Regions from separate parts of the Macaca mulatta genome. Here region 1 is linked to region 2. Evidence: chromatin contacts called from public Hi-C data. All regions are on one chromosome and are shown on one strand. Each heading gives the region's core, a stretch centred on a gene start, on an enhancer-like site or on the middle of the called end of the contact. The rest is flanking DNA. Distances are from core to core; before and after follow the strand shown.

What was found. Hi-C and Micro-C count contacts between places; a contact is called where the count stands out from the background.
Region 1: a contact with region 2 is called in a Hi-C map of fetal cortex germinal zone, with 2.4 times the contacts expected there. The contact joins two enhancer-like sites. A contact is called at or near these places in 2 of 14 Hi-C or Micro-C datasets (fetal cortex germinal zone and fetal cortical plate).

The regions. Positions count from the first base shown.
Region 1 is chr11:16,840,221-16,847,673 of T2T-MMU8v2.0, forward strand. All of the region lies in intron 1 of ATF7IP (activating transcription factor 7 interacting protein), which reads left to right. Among named protein-coding and RNA genes, the nearest start is that of ATF7IP, 30 kb to the left of the region's middle. Within about 2 kb of position 1,766, at least 22 of the 40 cell types and tissues checked have an H3K27ac peak or open chromatin away from gene starts, as enhancers often do. A contact at or near this core is called in fetal cortex germinal zone and fetal cortical plate, where this site is marked.
Region 2 is chr11:16,700,273-16,707,583 of T2T-MMU8v2.0, forward strand. No RefSeq gene overlaps it. Among named protein-coding and RNA genes, the nearest start is that of ATF7IP, 110 kb to the right of the region's middle. Within about 2 kb of position 3,904, at least 34 of the 40 cell types and tissues checked have an H3K27ac peak or open chromatin away from gene starts, as enhancers often do. A contact at or near this core is called in fetal cortex germinal zone and fetal cortical plate, where this site is marked.

The sequences.
Region 1 (7,453 bases), core at 516-3,015, 140 kb after region 2:
GATTGAGTCAAAACAATTAAGACTCATATTTTATATGCCTATTTTAAATTTCATTTTTCAAGTAATTCATTGCCACCATATTTTACAACAGCATTGATCTATAGTGGGTTGAAAATAAAACACCAGTCTTTACTGTATTCATTTGAGCAGTGAGCTAGATCAACAGTTGCCATTGTTAGTAGTTTTAGTAAGCGTGTTGTGGAGATTTTCAGCTTCTTTTGATGAATTAATTCACTGTCAAGTAATTAGCTTATTTGGCTTAAAAATATTTACATCCATGTTATTTACACTGTATTTTATGTTGGACTGAATGATTTTAGGTCTTTTGATTTTCAAATACTTTTATTCATGGTTGGATGCATGATACAAGTAGGAAGAGAGCAAAATTAAAACTATAAGGTATGTAATAAGTGATTTCTTTTTAAAATTTTTAACTTCTAGATTCGGTTCTCAATACTTAGATTATTTCTAATATTTTTTTCTCAACTCATATTTTATGATCAGTATATGGTACTTAGAAAGCTCTTTTGATATAAGACCTTTCCTCCAACCAAGAGTTAATTGATATGGTGTACACTGCATGAAATTAAATCATGATGTTTGTTCCCATCACTTCATCTGCTGCTGGTGGGTCATAGATCCTGAGAAGAGAATATAGTTGTTTGAGGAAATTTATCGTTGATAACCTGGGTAATATTTTTGATTGTCTGTATAAGTTCTACCATTTGTATTGATAAATAATAACTTTATGAGTCCCCTCATTTATAGCCCCATTATCTTTTTTATGTAATAGGGGTAACTTAAGAATTATGTTGAAGATAGCTGAAAATAAGATTTAGAAATACGGGAAATATTTTGGATAACCCCTAGTTAGCATTTTAAGTACTTCTTTTCATTTTATTATTTCAGATGTGGGACTAAATTAGTTTCTGGATTGTTATTTTTAAATGAAATTTAATATATCTATAGCCTTAATGAAAATGGTAATGGAGTAGAATTAGATATTAATAGATCATAAATTAACTACAAACTAAATAAAAATTTTAAAAAAAGGCCTTACAGATAATGACTCAACTCTTGCCTTGTCATATCTGGCCAGTGAAAACAATACATGAATGATACAGGTTTGAAAAGAATGTGGCACAGACAGAATATTTTCTTGTGAAGACGTTCTTAATTTAATATGCCTAGGTTTTGGTACTGAGCATATGCTTTGGTAATATTAACTAGTGGTAAATGTGTTGAATTGTTTAACCATCATAATAGTGATACTTGAAGGTACACAATTCTTATTATTTGGTGAAATGTTAAACAATATACTTATAAGAGCAAATCTACTTAATGATGTTTACTATTTAATTGATTAGTTAAAATTTGAAAGGGAGTTGTAGAGTAGAATGAGGATAGCTTTTAGGTAATGTGAATTATAATTTGTAAAATTTTTAATGATTGTTAAACAGCAGCCATTGAATTTACGTGGTCTGTGCCATAAGTAAGCTAAGGCTTTTGAATATTTCTGAGAGTTAAAAATATTTTTCTTGTGGTGGGGGGTGGAATTTCAGTTATATAAGAATTATAAATTGGTTTTCTTTTATTACCTGGATTTGAATTATATTAGTAAGTAGATAACTAGATATATTCTAGAACCAGTCAGTACATGTTGGGGAACAAATGGGGAGGGTTTACTCAGCAGTACTCCCCTTTAGTTTGGTCATGAAATGAGGACTGCTTTATGTAAATTGTTCTTACTGGCGCCAGCTAGCTGTAACTGCAGTCTGGCTGTGCTGGGGCAGCAAATAAAATGTGTCATGGATTTTTCTGTTTGGAATGTATAAGAATTAAGCCTTTTGGACTGAAAGAACAGAGTTGATACATTAGAATAGCAGTAGTGAGACCACAATTGACAGTGAATATGTGAAATAGTGAGAAGCTATAAGCCTTTTAAGCTTTTAGTTCTTTTATAGATTTATGCCTATTGATACTATTGGGTAATATGTGGGAGGTACTTAACTGCACACAGTTGCTGCAGACCTAATAGTTGGCAGCATAGAAAGCAGTACAAAGAATTCTGATTCTAGGCATTTTCACTTGAAATAGTCATTTTGAAGATATACTCTGTGTGTTCTGTGAGCTTCATTGACATATTGTCTGACGTTTTTTGGCTTTTGTGGTAAATGGGATGTATGCTGCACAAACTACCCAACAGATGTGAACCACTGTTTGAAAGGAATTTTAATATGTAGCCAACCTACTATATTCTTTTTTATTTTTAATGAATATGAATCAAACAAGAAATTTAGACTCAAGAAGGCTTACCTAGAAGTCTGCATTAGCTTTTAATGTTTATACAAATGAACTAAGTAGCAGTGGTTTACAGAAGAGGAAGTCCTTTTCACAGTGTCAAGCTGCCCACAGGTAAGAGATTCAGGTCCTTTTTCTGTGACACCTACCCCCCAGGCTTTATATTTTTCTCTCACCATTGGTAAGTTTTAAAAAATGTGTTTGTTTTTAGTTCTAATGAAAACAGGATTGGTAGATCGTTTAATGTTAATATTCAGGAGATTTTGAATGCCACATTTGGATTTGGTATTTTTTAAAATGTAATTTTCATCTTCTCAAAATTCCTTCACATTTGAATTGAAATGAACTAACGGTGGACTTCATATGTGATTATTACTCATGCATACAATATGTTCATATTACATAGAAATCAGTTTTAGATCTCTTTTCATTATAGTCTGTTAGTATATTCTCAGTTGTAGTGACACCAACTGGTACATGCGGAGAGATGACATTTTGTAACCTCACTTAAGTATAAAGTTTAAGTTTAAATTTACCACTTTGAATTCACCTTTACAAATCAGAGTGCTTATGTTTTCAAATATGGCTCATTGACATACATTAGATAATGTATATTTATACATGTAACTTGGTCAATTTTTCTACTTCCACCCTTATTCTTTCCATTTCTCTATATTTAAGTTTATTATTTTAATAAAGTGAATTTTAGAAGTCTAAAATGAATGTATTAATTAGGAATTCCATTAAATTTAATATTTCTTAACCTGGGTTAAAGGAACACAGTCATTTGTTATTCTTTTTTTCTACACTTGAAATATTGTATACAAAAATACAAAATTCCATTGCAATAAAAATAATACCATTGCTGTAAAGATACGAAGGTATATGCTTATAAAGAAATGCCAATATGTGTGTTCATTCGTATCAGTATGGCCAGAGATACATTACTGATTGTAATAATTTTTGGAGGGTGGGTGTGAAGAGTTGAATAGCAGAGTCAAGTGAAGAGTGGTAGTGAGATAGCTTAGAGAAGTGTATCAAAGAAAGGAATTATGTTAGGCAGCTCTCTGCTCTTTCCCTCCCTCTTTAGAAGTCAAGCAGCAGGCTCTTTCTGTAACCATAAAGTGTTACTTTTAGATGGGACTTCCAGTTCTCTAATTTCTGAAAGTTTGGTCACTTATTGCTACATGGTTGTATACTTTAAAACTGGGGGCCAGCTGTAATAGAAGCCACACTCATGTTTCAGGGGCAGGAACTGTTCCTTACTTGTTGCCTTTTGACAGTGTTGCTTGGATTAAAAAAAAACAACATGTATTTTATTGATTATAGAAACAACATTTTTTGTGTGTGTTTCATCTCAGTAAACAATTTCACTATGATTGACAAAATGATAATAGTAGAAAGAAATCAATTTTGATTAATGTGTTTGAGGTTGGGTGAGGGAAAGGTCATGCTTCTTGGTGTAGAAGACATACACATCTGAAACAGTAGGAAAACGTTTTTCAAACTTCTCTTGTGCTATTATATTGGTTAGGGGAATGCTGCGCAGGGAAGATAGTTGAGATGGGTTGGTTTTTAAAATATAGACAGAGAAAAAGAGTTGATAGACAAAAACAGGAATTTATTGAATGCTGTTAGAGTTGGAGGTCATAGCAAAGAAAGATGAGGGATAGTAGGACAGAGGTGTATTTTGTATATAGACAACCAAAACAAAGATAAAAGTCATGAGTATGATTACAGGTGTGGTGGCTCGCGCCTGTAATCCCAGCACTTTAGGAGGCCAAGGCAGGCGAATCACCTGAGGTCAGGAGCTCGAGACCAGCCTGACTAACATGGTGAAACCCCATTTCTACTAAAAATACAAAGAATTAGCCAGACATGGTGGCGTGCACATGTCATCCCAGCTACTTGGGAGGCTGAGGCAGGAGAATTGCTTGAATCCGGGAGGCAGAGGTTACCGTGAGCCAAGATCGCACCATTGCACTCCAGCTTGGGCAACAAGACTGAAACTCCGTCTCTAAAAAAAAAAACCAAAAACAAACAAAAAAACAAAAAACCAAAAAAACAAAGTCATGAGGATAAAGGTATATATAGTCTTTGAGGCTATTGAAGTTGAGTGTGAATGATCCGAAATTTGTAGTATAAAAATCTTTGAGTTCCTAAAAAGTGTTTGTGTTCCTCTTAAAAAACAAAATGTATTTAGCAAGCAATGTAGAATCCTCAAAATCTTCAAAATGAAATTAACTAATGAAAAGTGTAAAATGAATGTATTAATTAGGAAATCAATTAAATTTAATATTTCTTAACCTGGGTTAAAGGAACATAGTCATTTGTTATTCTTTTTTTCTGTGCTTGAAATATTATATACAAAAATACACAATTCCATTGCAATAAAAATAATATATTACCATTACTGTAAAGATATGAGGGTGTATGCTTATAAAGAATTTTAAAATTTTGTATACAGTATTTCAGGTAGTTTCTAATATTGTTCTTTGCACTGAAACCTACTGTTTGATGTTCCTGACAGATAATTATGTAGTTTATACTTCACCATTTCTAATGATGGAAGGGGGGAGAGTCTCTAATTTCATAAGGCAGTTTCTTCTTTTGTTGGGCATCCAAACAAATTAACGTTTGTTGATTTTGAGATGAAGTTGCCTTTCATTACTTTTATTTTTGCCTGTCATAGTCCCCCACTTCCTGTCTGTCTGTAGCTCTCTTTCTCTTTTATGTCTTTTACATGACAAATAGATACTATTTAAAGAAAGCTCATTAAAATTTTCTTATGTTTTCTAGGCTAAATATCAATATCCTTCATTTTTTCCCAACATTTCCTCATACAACATACTGTTCCAGAGCATTCTTTAGCATGGTCATCTCACAGTTATTAGGTCCTTCTTTATCTGTGATGCTCAGAACCAAACATAATTAACTACTCTAAAAATGTTCCCCTTCTCCTTGGCTGTTTGTTCTACAGTTTAACTTTGCATTAGCATTTTTGGTAGCCACCTTGAGCTGTTGGATTTTCTGAGTTTGCATTAAGTTAAAACACCTCAGTCTTTCCCTAATAGGCATTGATAAACTTTAATATACTTTAATATTTGAAACAACTATGTTACCTTATTATGTTTTCTTAATAATTTCTAATGTTGTTCATTATATTTAGTATGCTTTGTCTCCATCTTCCTTGCAAGGTTTTTTTCTGTTTTAATAGTGTTTTTAAAGAACTGGCTTTTGGTTCCTTGATTGCTTGCTCTTTTGTTTTCTTTCATAATTTTTCTGCTTTTATTGTAATTCCATGCTTTGGGATTATACCTTTTTGCCTTTATTAATGTTTTTGAGTTTTTTGTTAATATATGCATTTAAGGCTATCAGTTTTAATCTGAATATCATTTTGGCTGATTTCCTTAGGTCGTATTCTGTTAGTACTTTGTTGGTATTTTATCACTGATTTCCTTCTACCTCTAAAAGTTTTTTTTTTTTTTATAAAGAGATAATTTTTCTATCATCTTGTTGGTATATTTATTACATTATGACTAGAGAATATAGCCTTCAGTGTTTTTTTTTTTTTTGTCTTTGAATTTGTTAAGATTTTCTTGTCACCATATACATGGTCAATATTAATGTACATTGGCTGTATTTGTAAAAAAATTGGTTTTGGGTTTATTGGATATACAGTTCTATTTATTGTTCTGTTATTCTGGCATGCTAATAGGATGTTCATTCTTTATTTTGTTTTCTTCATCTATAGATTTATCTCTGATTGTGAATTTGTTAGTTTTTTCCTGAATTATTTAAACCTGTTTTATCAATAGGACATATCTTTTTTTTTGTTCTATTACTTGATTTTCAACTTGAATTCTTTTTTATATGTCATATATAGGTTTCATATGTATACCTACCCTTTTTTGGGGTTACTATTTGCCTAGCGTATCATTTTCTATCCTTCTATTTCAACCTTTACTCTAAGGTATTACTCTAAGGTATGTCTCGTTTATAGTGCATAGCTAATGATATTTTTGTTGCTTTACACAGCTTGAAACCCACCAGGTTTTTCCCGATTGATAATTTTCTTTATTTTTGTCCCATATTCTGCAACTTACTAGTTTGTTAACTTACACATTGCAATTATCTGGCATAAATAACGTATTTATTTTAAAGATGATTGATCCTCAGTTATTTCAGCCTGCTCAAGAGTTTTTACCTTTGGAGCTTTGCTAATTTCCTTATCTGAATTCCTTCATAGGGTCTTCTGCTGTCTTGTCTTATATTTATCTATAATCGTTTTACCAAGGGTCTGCGTTCTCTGTCTTTGCTCAGAAGTAATATATTTATTTCCTCACTCAAGCTGATTGTTAGCTTTGCTAGCTATAGAATTCTACAGTGAAAATAACTTTTCCCATGAATTTTGAGGGTACTTTTTTTTTTTTAGCTTTCAGTATTGCTGATGACAAGTCTGATGCCAGTTTAATTCTTTCTCTTCTGTAGTTAAATGATACTCTAAGTTATTAATATTTCCCTATAATGATTTTCTGAAATCTTATCACAGTATGCCTAGGTGTCAAAAAATTTTATTTTGCTTGTTTTAATTTAGTCTGTTTTGGGATTCAGTAGACCTTTATTATTGGAAAACTTGTGTATTTTTTCAGATTTGCTGATTTTTTTTTTCTTATGTTTTCCCTCCTTTTTTTCTTGGTTCTTTTTTCCCGAAACTTGAGTTAATTGAAAGTTGTTGCTTCTGGGTATATTTCTTATGTGTTTGTTCTTGTGGGTTTAATAGCTTCTCATACACTTAGAGGATTTTTTAATATACTATTTTAAAATGTCTTCTGTTTATTCTCCTACTAATTAGCTAGTGTTTTTTGTGGGGTTTGGCACCTGACCTTTTGTTTTGAATTCTTGAATGTATTTGAATTCTTGAATGTATTTGAATTCTTGAATGTATTCATTTGAATTCTTGAATGTAATCGTTTTGGTATTTGAGATTTCCTGTTTTACTTTGGCTGGATGCTGATGGTTCAGGTGACTGTGAGTGGTGGGCAAGTGGTACTTGCTGCACATAGGATATGCTGGTAATTTGTCTTTGGGATGGTAGCTTCCATGTCTCTCTGGGGGCATAGTGTCTATATAAGTTACTACTCTAGCTCAC
Region 2 (7,311 bases), core at 2,654-5,153:
CATGCCCAGCCTGTGTGTGTGTGTGTGTGTGTGTGTGTGTGTGTGTGTGTGTCTGAGAGTGATGAAGTTTTGCTCTTGTTGCCCAGGCTGGAGTGCAATGGCATGATCTCAGCTCACTGCAACCTCCACCTCCCAGGTTCAAGCAATTATTCTGTCTCAGTCTCCTGAGTAGCTGGGATTACAGGCGCCTGCCACCACCCCTGGCTAATTTTTGTATTTTCAGTAGAGACGAGGGTTTCTCCATGTTGGCCAGGCTGGTCTTGAACTCCTGACTTTCAGGTGATCCACCTGCCTCGGCCTCCCAAAGTGCTGGGATTACAGGCATGATCCACTGGGCCTGGCCGCCAGGATACTTTCTTAAAGGAGGAATTGGTAAATTCTTTCCCTGTGGTGATAGGGACAGTTTTGATAAAGGTAGGAAGGGGAGAACCATGTGCATGACTCCAGACTCAGAAACCAAAACCCAAGTTGAATTCCATCTCAGAGTAAAATCAAGTACTACAGATGAGAAAACACAGATTCTTAAGAATTATAGGACCAGCGTGTCTTCTCTTAGGGGATAAAAGCTGTTTGACAGCGTCTGCAACAAGTGGTTCACAGACACGTCCATCATCTACTTCCTCAACAAGCAGGAACTGTTCGAGGAGAAGATCACACACAACCCCTGACCATCTGCTTCCCTGAGTACACAGGGGCCAACAAGTATGATGAGGCAGCCAGCTGCATCCAGAGTAAGTTTGAGGACCTGAATAAGCACAAAGACATCAAGGAGATCTACACACACTTCACATGTGCCACCGATACCAAGAACATAGTTGGTGTTTGATGTCATCACCGACGTGATCATCAAGAACAACCTGAAGGACTGTGGCCTCTTCCGAGGGGCAGTGAGACCTGACGGGATGGGCCACCACCAACTCTGTACCCCGCAACCCCTGAGGAAGATGGGGCAAGAAGACCATGCTCCCCGCCTGTTCTGCAGCCATTTTTCTCTTCTTTCCTTTGTTCTCAGCTCCCCCTGTCCCCTCAGCTCCAGACATAGGGGAGGGATTGCCACAGGCCTCCCTGTTTGAACCCTACCCTTGTCTGATGTGCTGGTAATGGCCATGGTACTCCCTTTCTGGGCATCTGTTCTGGTACCCCCCAGAAGTTGTGAAGATTCCATTCTACTTAGTAGCTCTCATTATGTAAAGAGAAATCTTGAAATAAATCAGTTGTTCCTGAAAGTTCACAAGAGTAAGAAAATAGACTGAGTCTTGCTGGCCGGGCCCAGTGGCTCACGCCTGTAATCCCAGCACTTTGGGAGGCCAAGGCGGGCGGATCACGAGGTCAGGAGATCAAGACCATCCTGGCTAACACGTTGAAATCCCGTCTCTACTAAAAATACAAAAAAACAATAGCCAGGCATGCTGGCGGGCGCCTGTAGTCCCAGCTGCTGGGGAGGCTGAGGCAGGAGGATGGCGCGAACCCGGGAGGCGGAGCTTGCAGTGAGCCGAGTTCGCGCCACTGCACTCCAGCCTGGGAGACACAGCAAGACTCCGTCTCAACAAAAAAAAAAAAAAAAGAAAGAAAGAAAGAAAAGAAAACAGACTGAGTCTTAAAAGAACTACATGGTATAAAAGAAGAATCCAGAAAGTAGTAGACTGGGACCAGAGAAATAATATTTGAATTTAACTCATCTGTTCAACAAATATTTGCTCCTTGCTAACATTTTGCCAGGTCCTGTGCTTGTTATACAGTTTTGACCACATAGACATGGCCTTAGGGGACTTGAAAAGCTAGTTGCCAGTGAAGGGGGAGAGTCAATATACAAGAAAACAAATATATATAATTGTAAGTTACAGTGGTACTACAACAGAAAAAAAGAGGTTGCCATGTAAGACGATAAGAAGATACAAGAATTTACTTTGGACCAAGCGTTCAGGAAGGCCTCTGAGGAAGGCAAATCTTGACCAGAGGGTAGGAGGAACTCAGGGGACAGTGAAAGGAGGAAGGAATATCGGCGGGGCAGGGGTGGGGAGATTTCAAGCACGTGGAGTGAAAAATGCTAAGATCCTAAACTAAAAGCAACTCTAAGAATCAGAGGGCCAGTTTGGATGGCTTGACCTCTACCCCTCTTGAATCCCCTTTGATACCAAACATTTTGGAAAATCCCATGTAGCATATACTGCATGCCTTCCCACAATCATTTATGACTCTTAAAGCTCACAAAAACAAATTCAACTGATGAATTCACATCTTTTTAACATACATTTTGAAGATTATCTTAGCCCAAACCTGCACCCACATCCTTCTGAGCGTACTGACTCACTAGACAAAGCCAACTCCTCCCCTCCTGCGTATAAAATTAGCTTTTCCAGATCTACTGTTGTAATTGGTTTTTTTCCAGGGCTTTATGCTCTACTGAAACTAAACACTTAAATGAGCAATTTCACTCTAGTTTTAAGCTCAGGGGAAATGACAACGGTTTTGTTTCTGTTTTGAGACTTTGGGGCAAATTTTAAATCGTTAATATATAATTAATCCTATGTAACATCATCGAAGCAAAACATGTGATTCCTTTTTCAGTACATTGCACACATAAAATGAACATGAAACCAGGTTTGGAGAGTGATTCTTAGTAACGTAGCCTTGCATTTGTGCTTCGACATAAAATTGAGACATTCTCAAGAGGCCTTGGGACATGGTGACATGTTGCGCAGTTTGGCCAGCAGAGGGAGACCAGAGAGTCGTGAAGCTCCCAACGAAGCCACACCCAGATTAGGGTTGCTTATTATCTGTCTCTTCTCTGAATTTTCAAAAAACACAAAAAGAAAATGAGACATTCTTGAAACAAAGCCCCTTTTTTTATTGAAGCAAAATCCGCATAACATAAAACTAGCCCTTTTAAAGGGTGCAATTAAGTGGCATTTACCTCATTCACAGTGTTACGGAACCGTCACCTCTATCTAGTTCCAAAACGTAAGAAATGCTTAAATTTTCTATAAAGAGAACTTGCAAAAGCCCAGGCCTGTTGTATCCTCCTTATTTCGTCACATTCCCAGTTTTGTGTCCACCGGCATTCTGTCAGGAATTGTCCCCATGCGTTCCCCCAACAGCCTTCGTCACTGTACAATTCATGGACTCGGATTCAGGGTTACAATTACAGGTTCGAAAACCAAAAACATCCCAATCCTTTAGTTCTTCCTCTAGGAATTGCACAGTTGCAATAGACAAGCCAGTATAGGTGACTTTTAAAAATTCTATACATACTATGTTTGTCACTTCTCAGCAAAGGAATGAATAAATTGTTTTAATTTAAATATGGTTACAAAACGGAAATGAACAATGTACTACACCAAAGCCCTTCAGTCTTTGATGGGAAATTTAAAGTTATTCCCATCCAGAGTGAAAATTAAAGTTATTTCTAGGTTGGGATGCGAGCCAAGATTTTAAGGGCACCATGTCAACTGGTTAGATAACAACTTTGAGGAAAGCAGAACTTAATGTAATAAAAGCAGAAGGTTTACAATCTAAATCCACTTTTTTATTAAAGAATTTAATCTGCTTTATGGGGTCTTGGCCCAGGGAAGGGTAAAAAAAAAGAAATGCCAAACTGGAGAGGCCGGGGGAGGGGAATGGCTGTAGATGACTCTGGGAAAACAGGAGGGAGGGAAACTGAAGCGCGAATGAGGCCGGATCCGCCCTAACAAAGAGGCAGAAACTGTGTCTCAACAGCCACCAAATCCAGTTCAGGGCGGTTTGAGCCAGTTTCTGAGCTGGATTGAGAACAACAGCCTCGGCAGAGACTTCACTAGGGTGAAACAGAAAATCCAGCATGGACTTCACAGAAAGACCTGGATTTGGCCTGGACTCGCTGGAGCCTAAAGCTGCTTCCTGTAGTGGCAAAGTGAGATAAAATATAAGGCCTGGAGCATGGACAGTGGCCTCTTCCAGAAAGAGAAATCACACAGCACTGTCTCTGTGCCATAATCCAGTCCGCATTTTCTGTCTTGCTGCTCCTAATTGCGGCTGGTAAGGGAAAAAGGGCCTCAGGGTATCAGTTTTCAGAGAAAGCTGGCTGCAATGTTGGGGGAGGGGAAGATTATGTGTCTCCCGTAGTTTAATGTGTGTGCCTGGTGGGGGGGAGGGGGGGAAATGTGCGAGAGGGTCTGAAGGAGAGGGAACAGCACTTCACACCCTGCAGTTCACACCACCTTTCCAACAGCTTTGCTGCATTATTGCACAACCTCAAAATACACTGAACATAGGCTTTGTGGGAGCGCCCCACATACAAGTGGCACTTGTACAAGTAATTATCAGACCTCCTTCAGCCCTATGCATGAAATGGCAGTAGCCATACCCAATACTGTCAACATTCTCTTTTCACCTGCGTCCAGAAATACATACAAGCCGTACATGCCTTTCTCAACTGAGAGACACAGCAGTATTAGGTAACAATGGAATGATAATCCTGTCCTCCGCTCCCTTCCCCCAAGTGCCAGAAGCTCCCAAGATCTGATCAGTCCCACCCTGAAATGGCTCCTCTAACACTGTCTAGTAGACTGAACTGTGGCCTGCAGCTGTGGAGGGTGTGCACTGCCTGCGGCCAAGCTTGGCTCAGAACCTTCCCGAACCAGTACAGCCCTTCCCCACCAAAAATTCCTAGGAGTTCTACACAAAGTCCAGGTCGGCCTGGTGGGACAATGTGTGTGTGTAAATTCCCTCTCCCCTAAGTGTCCAAAGATGTTTAGAATCTTCCAGAGGCACTAATTAAGTGCCTCCAGACCCAGGGCTTCTCTGACTGGAAGTCAGCCCTGGTGCGAGCTGGGGGGCAGGGCACGGAGCTTACAGCTCTCCCATGCACAGGCTCAATTACAAGCAGGGCTGTAGGTTTCAGAAATACTCCTAAGAGACTGGGGAAGGGAAAAGGAAGAAGGTCAGCTGAAAGATGTGAAAATGCTATTTTATTCCTTTACCATAGATACATAGATGGAAAATTGGAACACAATCCACTCTGCATTATTAATGTGCGAAAATCAAACACACGAAACATGTTGCTGACATTTTCTATTTAATGTTTATTACACAAGTAAGTAACTCATGAAGCTCTTCTACATCTATTTCACTCACTATTAAACCTGGACTGCTGGGGATTCTGCTAGGTCTTTCTTTTAGGATTTGTTTCTTTTTTGGTAGGGGACAATGAATTGCCCCACATGAAGATGCAGTAGGCTGGATAGGATAACAGTAATAACCGCCGGGTGCCGTGGCTCACGCCTGTAATCCCAGAATTTTGGGAGTTCAAGGCGGGCGGATTGCCTGAGGTCAAGAGTTTGAGACCAGTCTGGCCAACATGGTGAAACCCCGTCTCTACTAAAAAAAATACAAAAACTAGCTGGGCGTGATGGTGTTCGCCTGTAATGCCAGCTACTCGGGAGGTTGAGGCAGGGGAATTGCTTGAACCAGGGAGGCAGAGGTTGCAGTGAGCCGAGATTGCACCACAGCACTCCAGCCTGGGCGACAGAGTGAGACTCCATCTCAAAAAAATTAAAACAAAAATAAATTTAAAAAAAAAACAGTAATAACCATAATACTGAGAGCTCACTATAAACCAGGCAGTACCGAGTGTTTCATATCTTAAATTATAACACACACACCGTACATTTCCGAGTTAGGAATTAATGTCCCCATTTCAGAGATGAGGAAAATGAAGTTTGGAATGATTTGGTACTTTACCACGTTACACATCTCTAATGTGGCAGGCAAAGATTCTGGCTCCAAAATCCATACATCTAAGCTGATGCTATACCCGCCACCTCACTGGCAACGGGTTATAAACCCTTTTTCAGATCTTACTACGTGTCAGCCTACTTCCGGCTGGGGGAAGATGGTCATAGCGAGAGGGGAAGAATTGGTTCAGTGATGAGAACATGGTTGGTTCCTGCCTTCAACAAGCTTTCAATCTAATGACTGTTTTTTTCAAGGACAATTCAGAACAGTCTGACAGGGATTTTTTTTTTTTTTTTCCCTGCCTTTCGGCCTCAGAGGCCATCTGGGAAAAAGAGTTTAGAATTTCCCTGCCATTTCCGTGCTGTGCGGGGAGGAACATTTGAAATCGGGCCTGGCGGGGTACCAGCAGGCAACACAAGCAAGCGGGGTGGAGAGGGGCAGGGCGAGGCCCCGGGAGCCGTCACCATGGCAACCCAGCCTGCTTTCCAGAACAATGTCTGTAACCAGGAAAACAGCTCCAGAGAGCTCGCTCTTCATAATCCCCGTGGCCTGTCGGGCCAGGGAATGCACAAGGGGGATTCTTTCTCCGTAGAGAAATGGCTCTTTACAAGGCGGGAACAAAGGGGAAACATTTGTTGTATAGATCTCTCTTTGTTATCTGGCTGAAATAAAATCAACAAAGTGCAATTACTTAGTTCCTCTCCACTCTTCACAGGAAATGAACGCTGTATTGTTAGGCAAGGTTCCTTTTTCTGAATAATATTTGCTGTAATTTTTCTTTTATCCCCATTTTATAGATGAGAGATTAGTAAGCATGAATGAACTTGACCTCTGCAAAACTATAATTTGAAAACCAGGGCGTCTTTTAGAAGGCTTTGTGAAGGAGGCCCCGCCTTTGCCTTCTTTGTGATAAACCTACCAGATAATGTGAAGAGAGTTGGTGCCCACGTGCTCGGGGCCTTGGGAGCCACCAGCGCTGGCTGGACTCAGCCGCTGCACTCTGTTCCCTGCGCTCGCCCCTCCCCCGCACTCGCAAACGCAGCCAGGAGGAAGAGGCGAGGAGGAATGCAGGAGGCATTCCAGCCCCACCCCCGCAAGCCTCCTCCAGCGCGTTCTGAAACTACTGCTAAGTGGGCTGCAAGGAAGACAGTGAACCAGCTGGTGACTGTACTCCTCCAGGCTTTCACATGATCTACAGCCTGACTACACCCTGCGCATTGAAGGTTGTCCCTTGCTCCCTCTGAGCTAGGGTGTGACAGCCCTTAAAGATGAGGGTAGCATCGCGGTAGTCAGTCCACACCTGCAAGACCAGGAACAACAGCAGTTACTGTATGCCTAACAACCGACGATTTTCCATAAATGTCCACACTTACAAATAATGGCATTTTTAAATAGTTACGTAAACCAGAAAGGTTAAGAGTTCAGCTACCTCGTGGCAATAAAAGTTCTGCTCTCTGTGTCTGGGTGTGCCCGAGGAGGCCAATCCATGACAAAATCGGAAAAGCCAAAAGAACTAGACCTACACCTTTGCGTCAGTCCCTTTGTGCAGTGATGAAGGAGGGAGGACCCCTCATGACTGGGGAAGTCATGGGTGGCACA